Regions from separate parts of the Sus scrofa genome. Here regions 1 and 3 are each linked to region 2. Evidence: chromatin contacts called from public Hi-C data. All regions are on one chromosome and are shown on one strand. Each heading gives the region's core, a stretch centred on a gene start, on an enhancer-like site or on the middle of the called end of the contact. The rest is flanking DNA. Distances are from core to core; before and after follow the strand shown.

What was found. Hi-C and Micro-C count contacts between places; a contact is called where the count stands out from the background.
Region 1: a Hi-C map of skeletal muscle shows a contact between it and region 2, with 3 times the contacts expected there. The contact joins the promoter of CDPF1 here to the enhancer-like site in region 2. A contact is called at or near these places in 1 of 5 promoter capture datasets (fetal skeletal muscle), 8 of 47 Hi-C or Micro-C datasets (alveolar macrophages, embryonic fibroblasts, fetal liver and 5 more) and 2 of 2 datasets of contacts at active chromatin or transcription factors (alveolar macrophages and skeletal muscle).
Region 3: a contact with region 2 is called in a Hi-C map of embryonic fibroblasts, with 2.0 times the contacts expected there. The contact joins the promoter of GTSE1 here to the enhancer-like site in region 2. A contact is called at or near these places in 6 of 47 Hi-C or Micro-C datasets (embryonic fibroblasts, fetal heart ventricle, liver and 1 more) and 1 of 2 datasets of contacts at active chromatin or transcription factors (skeletal muscle).

The regions. Positions count from the first base shown.
Region 1 is chr5:3,285,748-3,290,060 of Sscrofa11.1, reverse strand. It overlaps CDPF1 (cysteine-rich DPF motif domain-containing protein 1), which reads right to left and starts at 3,018. Exons shown (of 4, transcript XM_003125953.4): 1 at 2,913-3,018.
Region 2 is chr5:3,363,590-3,368,129 of Sscrofa11.1, reverse strand. No RefSeq gene overlaps it. Among named protein-coding and RNA genes, the nearest start is that of PPARA, 45 kb to the right of the region's middle. Within about 2 kb of position 1,334, at least 46 of the 83 cell types and tissues checked have an H3K27ac peak or open chromatin away from gene starts, as enhancers often do. A contact at or near this core is called in alveolar macrophages, embryonic fibroblasts, fetal liver and 5 more, where this site is marked.
Region 3 is chr5:3,245,121-3,249,778 of Sscrofa11.1, reverse strand. It overlaps GTSE1 (G2 and S phase-expressed protein 1), which reads left to right and starts at 3,100. Exons shown (of 12, transcript XM_021091376.1): 1 at 3,100-3,588; 2 at 4,042-4,137. The coding sequence starts at 4,119. It overlaps TTC38 (tetratricopeptide repeat protein 38), which reads left to right. Exons shown (of 13, transcript XM_021091377.1): 13 at 484-1,437. The coding sequence ends at 648.

The DNA.
Region 1 (4,313 bases), core at 1,769-4,268, 80 kb after region 2:
CCTCGATTCCTGCTGCTGCTGACACCCGGAGGGCTCTTCCCCCCCACCCTCGGTCTCTACCCAGGGGGTTTCCCTCTGGCTGCCTTGAAGCTTTTGTTCACCTTTGGCTTTCAGGAGTTTGAATACACATCTGCTTCCCCCACGCCTTTTAAACCCGTGTATCCTGTTTACACAGCTTGATCCATAGTTGGATACTTTTCATTACTTTTGGACACTTCAAATGTGTCCCCTGCCCCTTTCTGTCCCTTCTCTCACTGAGATTTCAACTGCAAGGACATTGAACTTTGATGTTGTCCTGCGGTTCTTGGACCCTCTGTTCTGGGGTTTGGTTTTTCACTCTTTTTAAAATATTCCTTAGATCATACACACACACACACACACACACACACACATACACACTTATATATACAGAGAATAATATTCCATATCCTATATTTATATTCTTTTCCATTAGGGTTTAGCATAGGATATTGAATACAGGTCCCGTGCTATACGGTAGGACCTTGTTGTATGTATAATAGCTGACCTCCAGTAACCCCAACCTCCCACTCCATCCTTCCCCAACACCCTCCCCCACCTGGCAAGACAGGTCTGCTCCTGGTTGTTTCACAAAATAGGTTCACTTCTATCATATTTTAGAGTCCACATATAAGTAATAACATATGGTATTTGTCTTTCTCTTGCTGACTTCACTTAGTATAATCTCTAGTTGTATCCATGTTGCTACAAATGGCATTATTTCATTCTTTTTATGGCTGAGTAGTACTCCATTGTATATACGTACCACTTCTCCTTTATCCATCTGTCAGTGGACATTTAGATTGTTTTCCATGTCTTGGCTATTGTAAACAGTGCTGCTATGAACACAAGGGTGCATTATCTTTTTGAATTATAGTTCTGTCTGGATATTTGCCCAGAAGTGGGATTTCTGGATCACATGGTAACTTCATTTTCAGTTCTATTTTATTTCTTTCTTTCTTTATTTTATTTATTTATTTAGGCCTCTTCTAGGGCCACTCCAGCAGCACATGGAGGCTCCCAGGCTAGAGGTATAATCGGAGCTGTAGCCACCAGCCTACACCACAGCCACAGCAACGCCAGATCCTTAACCCACTGAGCAAGGCCAGGGATCGAACCCGCAACCTCATGGTTCCTCGTCGGATTCATTAACCACTGAGCCACGATGGGAACTCCTTTAGTTCTATTTTAGTTCTGAGGAAACTCCATACTATTCTCCATAGTGGCTGTACCAACTTCTCCCACCAACAGTGTAGGAGGGCTCCTTTTTCTCCACATCCTCTCCAGCATTTGTTATTTGTAGACTGGGTTTTTTCTTTTCTTTTCTTTTTTTTTTTTTGGTCTTTTTAGGGCCACACCTGCAGCATAGGGAGGTTCCCAGGCTAGGAGTCCAATTGCAGCTGTAGCCACCAGCCTACACCAGAGCCAGAGCAGAGCAATGTGGGATCCAAGTTGCATCTGTGACCTGCACCACAGCTCACAGCAACCCTGATCCTTAACCCACTGAGTGAGGCCAGGGATTGAACATGCATCCTCATGGATGCTAGTCAGGTTCATTAACCACGGAGTCATGAGGGGAACTCCCATTACTTGTATACTTTGTAATCATAGCCATTCTGACTGGTGTCAGGTGGTACCTCATTGTATTTTGATTTGCATTTCTCCAATAATTAACAATGTTAAGCAGTTTTTTCATGTGCCTAATGGCCATCTGTACTTCTGCTTTGGTGAAATGGCTATAATGGGCTGCATTGCTTTACACTAAGAGTGAAATGTCAGAAAAGGAATGTAAAAAAAAAAGCCAATACCTTTATTTATTCATTTACTTTCTGGTCATGCCTAAAGCATGCAGAAATTCCTGAGCCAGGGACTGAACCCAAGTCACAGCTGTGACAACGCCAAACCCTGAACCACTAGGCCACCAAAGAACTGCAGGTACCTTTTAAAGTCACACCAAGATAAATACATACATACATACATATGTAGGAATAAACCTATCCAAGGAGGTAAAAGATTTATACACCGAAAAGTATAAAACATTAATAAAGGAAACTGCAGATGATTTATTAAAGAAATGCAAGGACAGCCCATGCTCTTGGACTGGAAGAATTAATACTGTTGAAGTGGCTATACCACCCAAAGTAATCTACACATTTAACGTGATTCCTATCAAATTAACCATGACATTTTTTACTAGAACAAATAACCCAAAAGTGTATATGGAACCACAAAAGATTGCCAAAACAATCTTGAAGAAAAAGAACAAAACAGGAAGCATCACCCTCCCAGACTTCTACAATACTACAAAGCTACAGTAATCAAAATGGCATGGTACTGGCAGAGAGACAGACCTACAGATCAATGCAACAGAGCAGAGAGCCCAGAAATAAACACACACGCCCATGGTCAATTCATCTTCAACAAAGGACGCAAGAATATACACTGGGGACAGTCTCTTCAGCAAGTGGTGTGGGGACAGCCGGACAGCCACGGCAACACACCCTCACACCATACACAAAAGTAAACTCCAAATGACCTGAAGGCTTCAACATAAGACATGGTCCTCTTTTCTGTTTCATTTCGGCTAATGTCTATCGCCCTGTCCGCGTGTTCCCTGGCTTTTCCCTTGGCTATGTCAGGTCGGCGCAGCGGCGCCCCGCAGGATCCCGGCGTCTCCGCAGGGCTCTTCCTCTCCGTCCACCCGCTCCGTGCTCGCCCTCCGTTCCTGCAACGCCCCGCAGGCCACCCGCTCCGTGCCCGCCCCCAACGCCGCAACGTGCGCAGCCGCTCGGGCCTCCGGGTTCCAAACCCCGCCGGGCTCCGCTGAGCCGCCCAAGCCGGCCCCGCGAGCGGGAAGCGCACTACCCTCCGGACCGTCAGGCCGCACCACTCACCTCCGCCTCCGCCTGCGCGGCCCAGCCCAAGGCGCGTGCGCGGCCCCGCCCCAAGGCGGCCGTCCGCCCTGGGCGCGTGCGCAGCGCGGGCGGGGGCGGGGCTTCTCGGCGGACTTCCGCCTCGCGGCGGCTTCCGGAACCTCAGGTCTCGCGGTTGGCGGCGGCAGGGCGGGGCCTGGGTTCTGCTTGTCGGCTCCTGCTGACGGGGCTGCAGTCTTGGCTGCGCGGAGGCTGTCAGGTTCTTCCTGGGCTTCCCATCCAGCTCCACGGAGCCGGTGCGGCCCTCGCGCGGCCCATGGGTAACCCGGCCCCATCGCCACGTGGTTTCGCTCAGCCTGCGCCTCGGACCGAAATGGTCTTAGGTCTGCTACCTGTCCCCCCAGTAGAACAGGAGCCCCGGGACCTGGGCCCAGGGCTGCAGGAAAAGTCAACTGTCTCCTAAGGCAACAGACGAAATGAATTCAAAATGAGCCTTCTCGCTTCCTGCAACCTTTAAAAGCTGTTTGCACCCAGGGACTTGTAGCTTCTCCTCCAAAGCGGTAAAGTGGCCTGGAACGCCCGCCATCACCCGGGCCCCACCATCCTTCAGCCTCCAGGTCCTCGCCCTGGGGCACCAACCACGCCTGCTTCAAAGGATCCTCTGGACCCTAAGCTCCCCCTGGCCCAGGCCTCCGGTTCTAGACCGGCTGTGACCATCACACCCCACTTCTTCCCCTCTACTGTGTGTGGGGCACCGTTTTATGGGGTTAGGGGGTGATTTGAAACCCAGACACCCTGAGGTCTGGGACTTTTTCTTTCGGGGAATTAAGAAATAAGGATTATACAAGGTATTTTGGTAATGCTGAAAACCATTCCTGGACCTGAGCAAGAGGGGCTCCTGCCCTGAGCCTCAGGAGCTAATAAGCACTTTGATTTTGTTCCTAGAACATAGGACCTCAACTGTGCTTACAACAATGACATTCTTTGGATTAATTCAAAGATTATATACTGCTGGTTTTTATTTCTGGATCTGCCCAAAGGTGGACCGTCTTGATGAAGTATTTCAAATGTGACCTATATCCAGTCTCAGATACGTGACCGGTAATCACGTCAATGATGTCAAAGCCTTGAGATCGTTTGGACAAGTTACAAGCTGCGCTGGAAGGGTTAAGTGATAGGCTATCACTTAATATCGGAGCAAACCATGGTCTCTGGGAGAAAATAAAGTTAATTTTGATTTGAGTTGTCCCAGTTACTAATAGAGAAAAAGCTTACCAAAAACCCAAAAGATTAAAAATATCTAATAAAGCTTTAGAAGAAAATGGTTTCCTGAAAGAAACTGCACACGAAATAAGCACCCAATCAAGAGAAGGAAAAGACAGGCCACAGAGTGGGCAAAAGAATTTGCCAAAGACAAATCTG
Region 2 (4,540 bases), core at 85-2,584:
AAAGGTGAGGAACTTCCATCAAATGCATGAAAAACAAATTGTCTCTCCACCAAACCTTGGGAGCGCCAAGGACCCAAGAACTTCATTTCTCTAGATCTGCTGCAGGTACACACACTACCCTGTGGAACCCCATGCAGCTTCCTCTGCCCTGGTCCAAAATTTTCCCCAGGTCTTTCCAACTGCCGTATTTACATGGGTTGAAAGCAGACCATCACGGTGCTTCTGGGAAAAAAAAAAAAAAAAGCCAACACTCCTGTGTTTGGAGACTTGGCTCTTGATGGCCTGGGAGATGGAGTGTGTCAGGTGACCACGTCTCTGAGCCTGGATGTCCTTCTGAGGACCCGCTGGGCAGGGGGTGGTCAGCTCCCTTCCCTGCTATATCCATGACACAGCAGTGCAGTACAGCCCCTAGCTGGGTGAATCAATAATACCTACAACGTATCCTGGATCACTCTGTAAACTCTGAAACATAATACAAAAAGTGTCTATTGCTATATGGCATGTGCAATAAAAGCTGGGATTGTCAGATGTGTTAGTGGGAGGGTTATGTGGGTGTCTGCAGCGGGGGCAAAGTTCACCGCAGGTATGGGGCCAATCAACAAGGGAGAGCCTAAGACATCTGTGAAAGGGCCAGGTAGGGGCAGGGTCTCCAGCGCCTCCGTGTAATGAGGGGGTTTGCTTTGGAGTTGTTTCCGGTCCACTACAAATAGAACAGTGACAGGAGCAGCGGGAGGGCAAGGAGCAGCGCTGGCATAGCATACATTTCGTTCCCACAGGAGGGGCGTCCTGGTGCGCTGGCACCAGAGGCTTTGTGCATTCCGCGCGGGGAGCTCGGGCGTCGCGGTGCAAACAAAGCCGCTTTGCAGCTCTCGCTCTTACTCCTCTCCATTGGCTGCCGGGCCGCGACCTCCCTCCTGCGCTGGCAGAAGCCCAGCGCGTCCGCTGGGCACAAAGTCAGCCCCTCACCCCCGACGCACGGGGGGAGGGGTACGGCACTCGCGACAGCGGGGGGTGGGGGGCGGCTGGTCCGAGTAGGCGGCGCCTCCCGGTGTCCCGTCCGGTTGCCCTTCACCCTTCTACGTCCCTGTCCCGCCGCACCTGCCCTGGCAACTCCCCCACCTGTTGATGCGTCCTCCTTTTGCATTCTGGGGTCCCCCGGACAAACTCCTTCACCGCCCACCCCACATCCTGCGCTCCCCAGAGACTCGAGGGCACCTCCGCCTCGGTCCCGGGTCTAGACCAGCTCAACGCATAGACGGGCATAGCCGGGCTCCCCGAGGGAGGAGGGGCCTCGCCAGCGTGGCCAGGGCGCGGGGCGGGAACCTCCACCCGTCCCGCAACCTCGCGCCCGCCCCTCCTCGACTTCAGCCCTTCCCGGTGGGCGGGGCCGGACGCTCGCCGAAGCCCAGCCGCACGAGGTGTGCCATCGAGGCGCTGTGCCCACCGGCCAGTTGACCTTGGCTGTCCCTCCGCCTCTCCCTCCTCAGTTTCCCCACTGGTGTTGCCAGGGCTGGGCAGGAGGTGGGAGCCGCCAGGAGCGGCCCCACCCCGGTCGCCGCCGACAGCCAATGGCGCGGCGCCATCCGGGGGTGTGCCCCGAGCGGGGCGGGGCCTGGGCGGGGCTTCCTCCCGGGTCCCAAGCGCTCGCGGTCTGAGCCTCCCGGCCCGGGAGGGGGGCAGAGGGGCGGCGCGTGCCGCAGGGGCGCGGCTGGCACGGGCGCGGGGAGGCGGCGCCGGGCTTGGGTAGGGGACGCAGCGGCCCCACGGCGAGGGCAGCCGGCGGCGGGGGCGGAGGCGGCCGCAAGCGCCCTGCCCGGCGCCGCCTCCCTCAGCGCGCTTGCCCGGCGGACCGGCAGGCGGCGGACCGCAGCCTCAGGTGCCAGGCGGCGGGCGGGCGCGCGCGGGGGTCCGCGGGCCAGGCTTCCTCCGACTCCGGACCCCGAGCGGCGGCGGACGGGGAGGGGCCGGGCGGCGCATGCGCGGGGCCCAGGGGCGCGGGTGAGGGCGCTTGCCGCGGGCTCGTGCTGGGAGATCCCGGGCCCCTGGGGCCGCTTCTAGCTCGGCCTCCCTTGGAGCGTCCAGGGCCTTCCCGGAGCCTCGGCGTCCGCAGCTGTCGGTGGGGCTGGGGGCTGGGTAGAAGTGGAGGCCGGGGACTTCGGAGACACTGCGTCCTTAAGTTGTCACCCCGGGGAGAAGGCCCACCAAGCGAGTGCCTCGGGTGCGTCTTCCTTCAGCGTGGTCGAGTTTGGGTGTCACCGGCTGGGGGAGGTTTCCCGCGGCCTCCGGCGACCCCCTAGGCTAGGTGGCCCGAAACCCCGACAGACCGACTCTCCTGCCCCTGACGGCTGAGTCCCACGGGAGGGACTCGCACGCGGGTTAGTTCACCTTTGAGGAGCTGCCCCACTTTGTCCCTGAGCGAAATCGGGCGACCCAGACGGGCCGGGCCGGGCGAGCCCAGGGCAGTCTCCCGAGCCCGGGGCCCTCGAGTCCCCAGCTGCACAGAGAGGTGCTGGCGGAAGTCCGGAGGGTCGGTTCGGCCCCCCACGTCCTCCGCAGACCAACGAGGAACAACTGTATGCTCGTGCTTTCCTCGCCTTTTTTAAGTTTTAAAGGCCCGACGCCGGTGCCCCAAATGCCAAGGTTCTTTCTAAGAAAAGTCCGTAGTTGTATAAAATGTCTTGGATTTCGCCGGGACCCAAGGCTGCATGCCTGCCCCGACCCGAGCCACCCCTCCCCAAACCAGGGAGCCCCTCCTCCTCTCCCAGGGCTGCTTCGGAAGGGGTGCAGGGGGCGCGCGGGAGGGGGTGGGGGTGGTGGCGGCAAGGTTGGGCTGGGAACGACCCTGCCACACTCTAGCCATTGAACAAGAAGTGTCACGGTGACTTTCCTCTTCCAAGGTGGTGGAGCGTTGGGGACAACCCAGGGGACATATTGTAATTATTTCCTCCTTTACTTTCTTACTGCCAAGACTGCCGTGAAAGGCCCTGCCTCGTGGCAAGACAAGCTCAGAAGCAGGACGCTGTCATCACAGGTAAACAGAAGATTTAACTTACTCATTTTTCCAGACTGAAGTATTGAAGCCTTGACTTGCACTGCCCTATAGACTAGCACGCTGAGGGTTAATTATTACTTTGTGATGCAACATGAGACGGCTTTTCATTTCTCTGAAAGTAGGATAAATGTGGATGGATTCTCTAAGTTCTGAAAACGTTCTCGTGTTGGTTTTCCTAGGCACCTCCCGTCTTTATGGCAGGCTGTTTGCATGTAATTTCAAACTAGATAATATAAGCACGTGAGAAATGTTTTTGCTTCGCAGACACTTAAGTTACAGACTCCCAAGGAAAAGAGCCTCAGGCCATCTCTTAGCCGTTTTAATCCCAGTTTGAGTAGCAAGCAGATGGCTTTCTGAGCTTGTAGGCCAGGTCTGAAACTGTCATTGACCCAGAGGTGTCACCCTGGAGAAGCAGGTGGGTGGTGAAGAGTTTGCGTGGTCACTCTGTATAAAGGGCCAGCAGTGAGCGTGACAAAATTCTATACATCTTCGAAGCAACAGCAGCATAACTGACCTTAGGAAAAACGTGTTCTCTTTTCTCATCGTGGGTGTATACAGGTTATTCTGTAATCATGCTGTAGTTTTTGTGCCCGGAACACAGCTTTTTAAAACATCTGTGAGAGAGGGAATGAGAGAGAAAAAAAAATGTGATTATATGGACTATTTTGTCATCTGCTTTATTCACCATGAGGACATGAAACATCTTTGCATGTGAAGAAAAGTGTTTGTGCCTTATCGTTTTAAATGTCTAGGTAATATTTCACTGGGGTTAGGGGATAGTAGTGATTGAGCCAATACTTTCAGATAAATATTTTAAATTCATTTATTCTGTAAATAGGGAGCGAGGAGCTGCTCTATGCTCTTGTGTTCAGTACCGAGCAGAGCAATCCCGGATCTGCTCATGAAGCTGACTTTGTTACATCAAAATATTAAAAAGGGAGCTGAAAGAGTGTGACCCTGGCGTGGGGAAAGGGAAACTATTTTTGCTACACCACCTTGCTGGAAACCAGTACTTTTTCCCTTGCATGTTGCCTATGAGCTTCTGTGGATGCTGTAAGTAATTGTCTTTTAAAAACGTTTATGAAAACGTTTATGAAAATGTTCCTTTGCTCACTGTATGCAGATTTTAAACATGCCCAATTTCTGTTTCCTCTCTGGGTCTGTGCGTGAATGGATAGATTCTTAACAGCAAATAGAATGAGTGTCTAAACTTCCAAGAGGCCCGTGTTTGGGGTGAACCGTTTGTACTCATTTTGTGGCACTGCAGTTAGAGGATGTGGCTTTTTGGGAATGGGAGCGTTTGTTCTTATTTCTGGTGTTGGTGCCTTAGTATAGAGCCCCAGACGTGTTTCATAGACATTTCAAATAAAGGCATAGTTTCTGTTTGTAGGATAAACATGTGCTGTGTCTGTTACTTCTGCCTTTAGGATTACATTGAACAAGCTAGCTCACTTCTAAGGCCAGGTGGTTAGAGACGATTAGGCAAAG
Region 3 (4,658 bases), core at 1,851-4,350, 120 kb after region 2:
CAGGCCTGGCTGCCCGCTCTCCCATCCCCACCGGCGTCCTCTACCCTCTGGTCCCCGCTTTTCAGCTTTGGGCTTGGATTATGGCGGGAGGTTGGCCCCCCATGTTCCGGAGGCAGACGAGGCCGCAGGGGTATGCGGACCTTGGAATCCTCAGCGCTCGGGGCCTTGCCAGCGTGTTCGCCGGCACAGGGCGCGCTCCCGGGCCGAGCCCGCTGGGCTCCCGAAGCCCACGCTCTCGGGTCCTCCGCCCTCCCCCCACCTCCTCTGCGGTCCGGTCCCTCCGCCAAGGTCAGGGCTCCTTGGTCCATCCTGTCCCCCTGCTGTGATGCCGGCCCCTCCTCCAGCACCTTGGGAAGCGGGGCCCTTTGCTCTCCACCCAGGGCAGCCCCAGCCCGAGCTGCCCGCATCCTGCTTTAGGGTGGAGGGACGCTCCGGCCCCCACGGTCTAGGAGGTTCCAGCATAGGCCCTGTCTGTTTCCCCAGGAGCCTTCTGATGGAGCGAGACGCCTTGAAGCCCAACTCACCCCTGACGGCGAGGCTCATCCGGAAGGCGGCCGCCGTCCACCTCCTGCAGTGAGCCTGCCCCACGCAGCCTCGCCAGGGCTGCCCCCCGACCTCTCAGGCTTACAAGTAGCCAGAGCTCGTTAGGCAACTTTGACCAGAAAGCCCTGTAACCAATGGCATTAATGGAAGAGGGGACGCAAATCGTTTTCAGCGTGATTCAGAATCTTCTTCTAATCCGTGTTAAGGGCCACAGGGCTGTGGGAGGAGGCCCGTCCCCGGCCCGGGCTGCCCCTGGGATAAACCCCTTCCTTCTGTCTTCCTGTCATATGCTGGAGAGGCTCTGTTGCCCCATCTTTTGGGTGAGGGGACCGGTGGGGGGAAGTGACTTGCCCAGGGTCACAGCTAGTGGAGGCCCTGCTGACATTCACCTCAGACCCCTGCCCTGTGCTTCCTGGGGGAGGGGAGGGCGCCCCCCTCACTGCCTGGGGCCTGGGCCCTCCTGCTGTTTCTGCAGAGATGTCTTCAGGCTTCTCGGAGGCGGTGTGGGGGTGGTTGGTGGTACGGATTCGGGCTTGTTTTCTCTTTATTCTAAACTGCACACTGTAAAGGGACCTTGGGTACCTGGCTTCCTTTGTCATCCACGATTGTAAGCACATGAGGGCACACGCATGGAGCTGGTGTGTTTTCTGGGTGTGAGGAATGAGCCGAGAGGTTGCCCTGTGGTGGCAAAAAGCCAAGCATTGTGGTGGGGTTTTAACAGGATCTGCCTCAGTCTCTTTCCCCATAGGTCACCTGACCTGGCACAGCCATGCCACGGGTGTTTCTTGGATTCTTTCAAAGCAAACTGAAGTTAGGTGGGTCTCCTGGAGGCGCTGATGCCTCCAAATGGACTAGACAAATTCCTGAAATTAAAATAAATTGGTTGATTGGTTCTTTGGCTGTTGCTAAGTGGGTACCTCCAAGCATCTTCCATGTGCCAGGCCTGGGCTGGGTCCTGGGGAGATAGGCTTTTCCTTGAACTTGGGGGTGGGGTGGGGAAGCAAGTCAAGAACAGAGTAATTGCAGTAGGATTTTTTTTTTCTTTTTTTTTTTGCTTTTTAGGGCCGCACCCGCAGCATATGGAGGTTCCCAGGCTAGGGGTCCAATCAGAGCCACGGCTGCCAGCCTATGCCACAGCCACAGCAATGCCAGATCCAAGCCGAATCTGCAATCTACACCACAGCTCACAGCAACACTGGATCCTTAACCCACTGAGCAAAGCCAGGGATCGAACCTGCAACCTCATGGTTCCTAGTTGGATTCGTTTCCACGGTGCCATGATGGGACCTCCCTCAGTAGGATCTTAAGAGAGGTGCTGTTTCACCTCAGGGGCTAGGGGCACATCCCAAGGGGGAGCCTGCCTTCCCATCCTGAGCTGTCCCCTCCTGCCAGTTCTCAGGACAGAGCCTGCCCACACCCCACCTGTCCTTCCTTCTCCTGGTTCCAAGCAAGATACGACTTGGCCAGGGTATCAGGAACCCTGGTCCCCTCCTCTGGGAAGGCCTCTGTCCCCCCAGTGCAGGCTGGTGCCCCACAGCCCTTGGCACCTGCCCTTGCTATTGCATCTTTCTCGCCGGCTGGACTGCTTGGGGTCAGGGACAGCATATGTGTCCCAGCCTCACCCAGCACAGAGCCTGCACTGACTATCTGTCAGGGACCCATGATGGATACGTGATCCCATGAACAAGTGCAGGAAAACATGAAGCATAATCCAACCAGGCAGGGAGAACTGAGTCTACAGTGGATGGAAAAGAGGAGGCCCAGAGGAGAGATGGATGAAGGTACAGCTCAGAGTTAGCAGCAGCAAGTTATTGATAATTGGGGTACTCACTGAGCACGTCCCACGTGCTGATATGATGCAGGGGGAGGAGCATCGGGAGTGGGTGTCTGGGGGCCTTCACCCCAGCAGATGCCCACAGGGTCGTAGGAATCCGACATCTAGGCTAACTGCCCTTGGGTCTAGTACCTTCTGGGTCCCTGCTGCAGTGGCCCTGTGGTCACGACCAGGCAGGCCTGGGCCTTGGGATCATGGATTGAGTCCAGGTTCTGGCAGGCAGGGAGAAGCCTGGAGTGAAGGCAGCCTGCCTGAAGCTGAGCAGGACCCCAGAGGGGCCAGCAGGGGACAATCTGACCTGGCACCCTCCTTCAAGCCCCTCTCTCTGTCTAGGCCCGAAGTCAGGACTCCTGTCAGGGCTCCTGGACGTCCCTACTCCTGGAGCCAATAAATACTCTTTCTAAAGCCAACTTGAAGCTGATTTTCTATTACTTGTAACCCGAGAGCTCTGGACCAAGACCTGCCGCTGGGATTTATACCTGGGTCTGTCTGGCCCCCTCTCTCTTCTCCAGTTAAGCAGGGTCCTGAGCAAAAGATGATGAAACTCAGAAGGGAGCCCATGGACAGAGGCCCAGGGAGAATCCAGGAGGACCCAGCACATCAGAATGCAGCGGGGTGGGGGGCGAGGCAAAGAGCAAGGCCCAGGACTGCAGGGGGAGCCCTTGGATAGACTGGTCAAGGATTCAGGACAAGACAAAGCGCGGATGAAGGCCATGTTCAGGGCCTAAACACGTTCTCCGGGTTCAAGGGCACAAACTGGGGTGTCTGGTCACCCGGTGTCACCTGGGCACTCTTCCGGGCAGGGAACCGGTCTCCTTGCTCTGTTAAGAACTTGGTAATGCTTTACAAAGCAGGTGGGAGCACCTATTTCGTTTGGTCTTCACATCAACACCCTACGATAGGAATTTGATTTTTATTTAAGGATGAAGATCTGGTCCTGATGCCTGGTCTTCTGGGACATACGGGGTGCAAGCTCTAAGAGACCTCGCCCCACGTCAGCTCCACCGCAAGCCTGGGACGAACCTCAGGCACGATCAGCGCGCCGATGCAGTGCGCATGCGTCCTGTGCCCGCCTCCCAGGGCTCTGACTACAACCCCCAGCATGCACCGGGCGCCGAGACCTTTCAAACTAGCCAATCCTCAGCCCGCGCCGCAGTTGCCGCGGCGCGTTTAAACCCGGGGCGGAGGCGCGTCGGCCGGGACCGCTCCGGGTGAGGGGGCGCGGGGGCGCGGGCGAGGCCCGGGGCGCAGGTCGGGGGACGTCGAGCGGGGGGCTCATGTGGCGGGGATCCCAGGCTCCCCTCGCGCGCTCCGTCGGGGCTGCAGCGAGTACGGAGCCGCCCCGGGGGCAAACCGCAGCCCCCAGCAGTCGGCCTGGGGGCTGGAATTCGGTCGTGCGGGTCCGGGGCGTTCAGGCCTGCCTCGGCCGGCGCCGCGCCGGAGCACCCGGCGTGGAGGCGCGCGGGCGCTGGGGTGCGTCCCGGAGGGTCTCGGGCTGCGCCTGAGGTGGCCTCTGCCGCCCCCGCTCCCTGGCCCGCCGCGGCCGCCAGCTCAGCTCCCTCCGCGCGGCCCGTGCTGCTCGTGCTGCAGGGCTTCTCTGGGGCTGGAGGAAGCCGGGGCTCGGCTCTGCCACCCGCTCACCCTCTGGCCCGCTCGTCCCGCAGTGACTTCTGACAGCTCTCGCCGCGGCGGGAGGAGCCGGCAGCGACGCGCCTTCGGCCAGCCAGGCCCAGCGGCGGCGATGGAGGTTCCCGAGGACGGTACGTTTTGTGACTGCAGCGCTGTTGTTCGGGGAGCTCGGGGGAGATGCAGGTCGGTTTAACGCTCTTGGGACAACTTACTCGTTTATTCATTCAGTGCTCGTCCTGTGCTCTGCACCCCTGCGATTCCTGCTCCCTGCCTTCAAGGAGTTTGCATCCGTCTACTTTTTTTTTTTTTTGGCCCTGCCCGTAGCATGTGGAAGTTCCTGGCTCAGGGCTCCAGACCCCAGCCGCAGGAGTGACAATGAGGGATCCTTAACCCCTAGGCCACAAGGGAAATCCCGTCCAACGTCTTTATTTTCCGGTTTTCTACATTCCCTTTGCTCCCAGTTTCAGCTTCATAGCCGAGATTCTTTGCGATTTTATTCACCGCAGGATCCTCAGTGCCTGGCCCGTGGTGGGTCCTCAGCTGTATTTGTGGACTTGAATTTGATGTTGCCTTTTCGCGCTCCTGCTGGTTCCCTTTTCGAAGACTTGCTTAGGATCGCCGTCGCTGCCTTAGGGAGAGAGCCTGGCCTGTG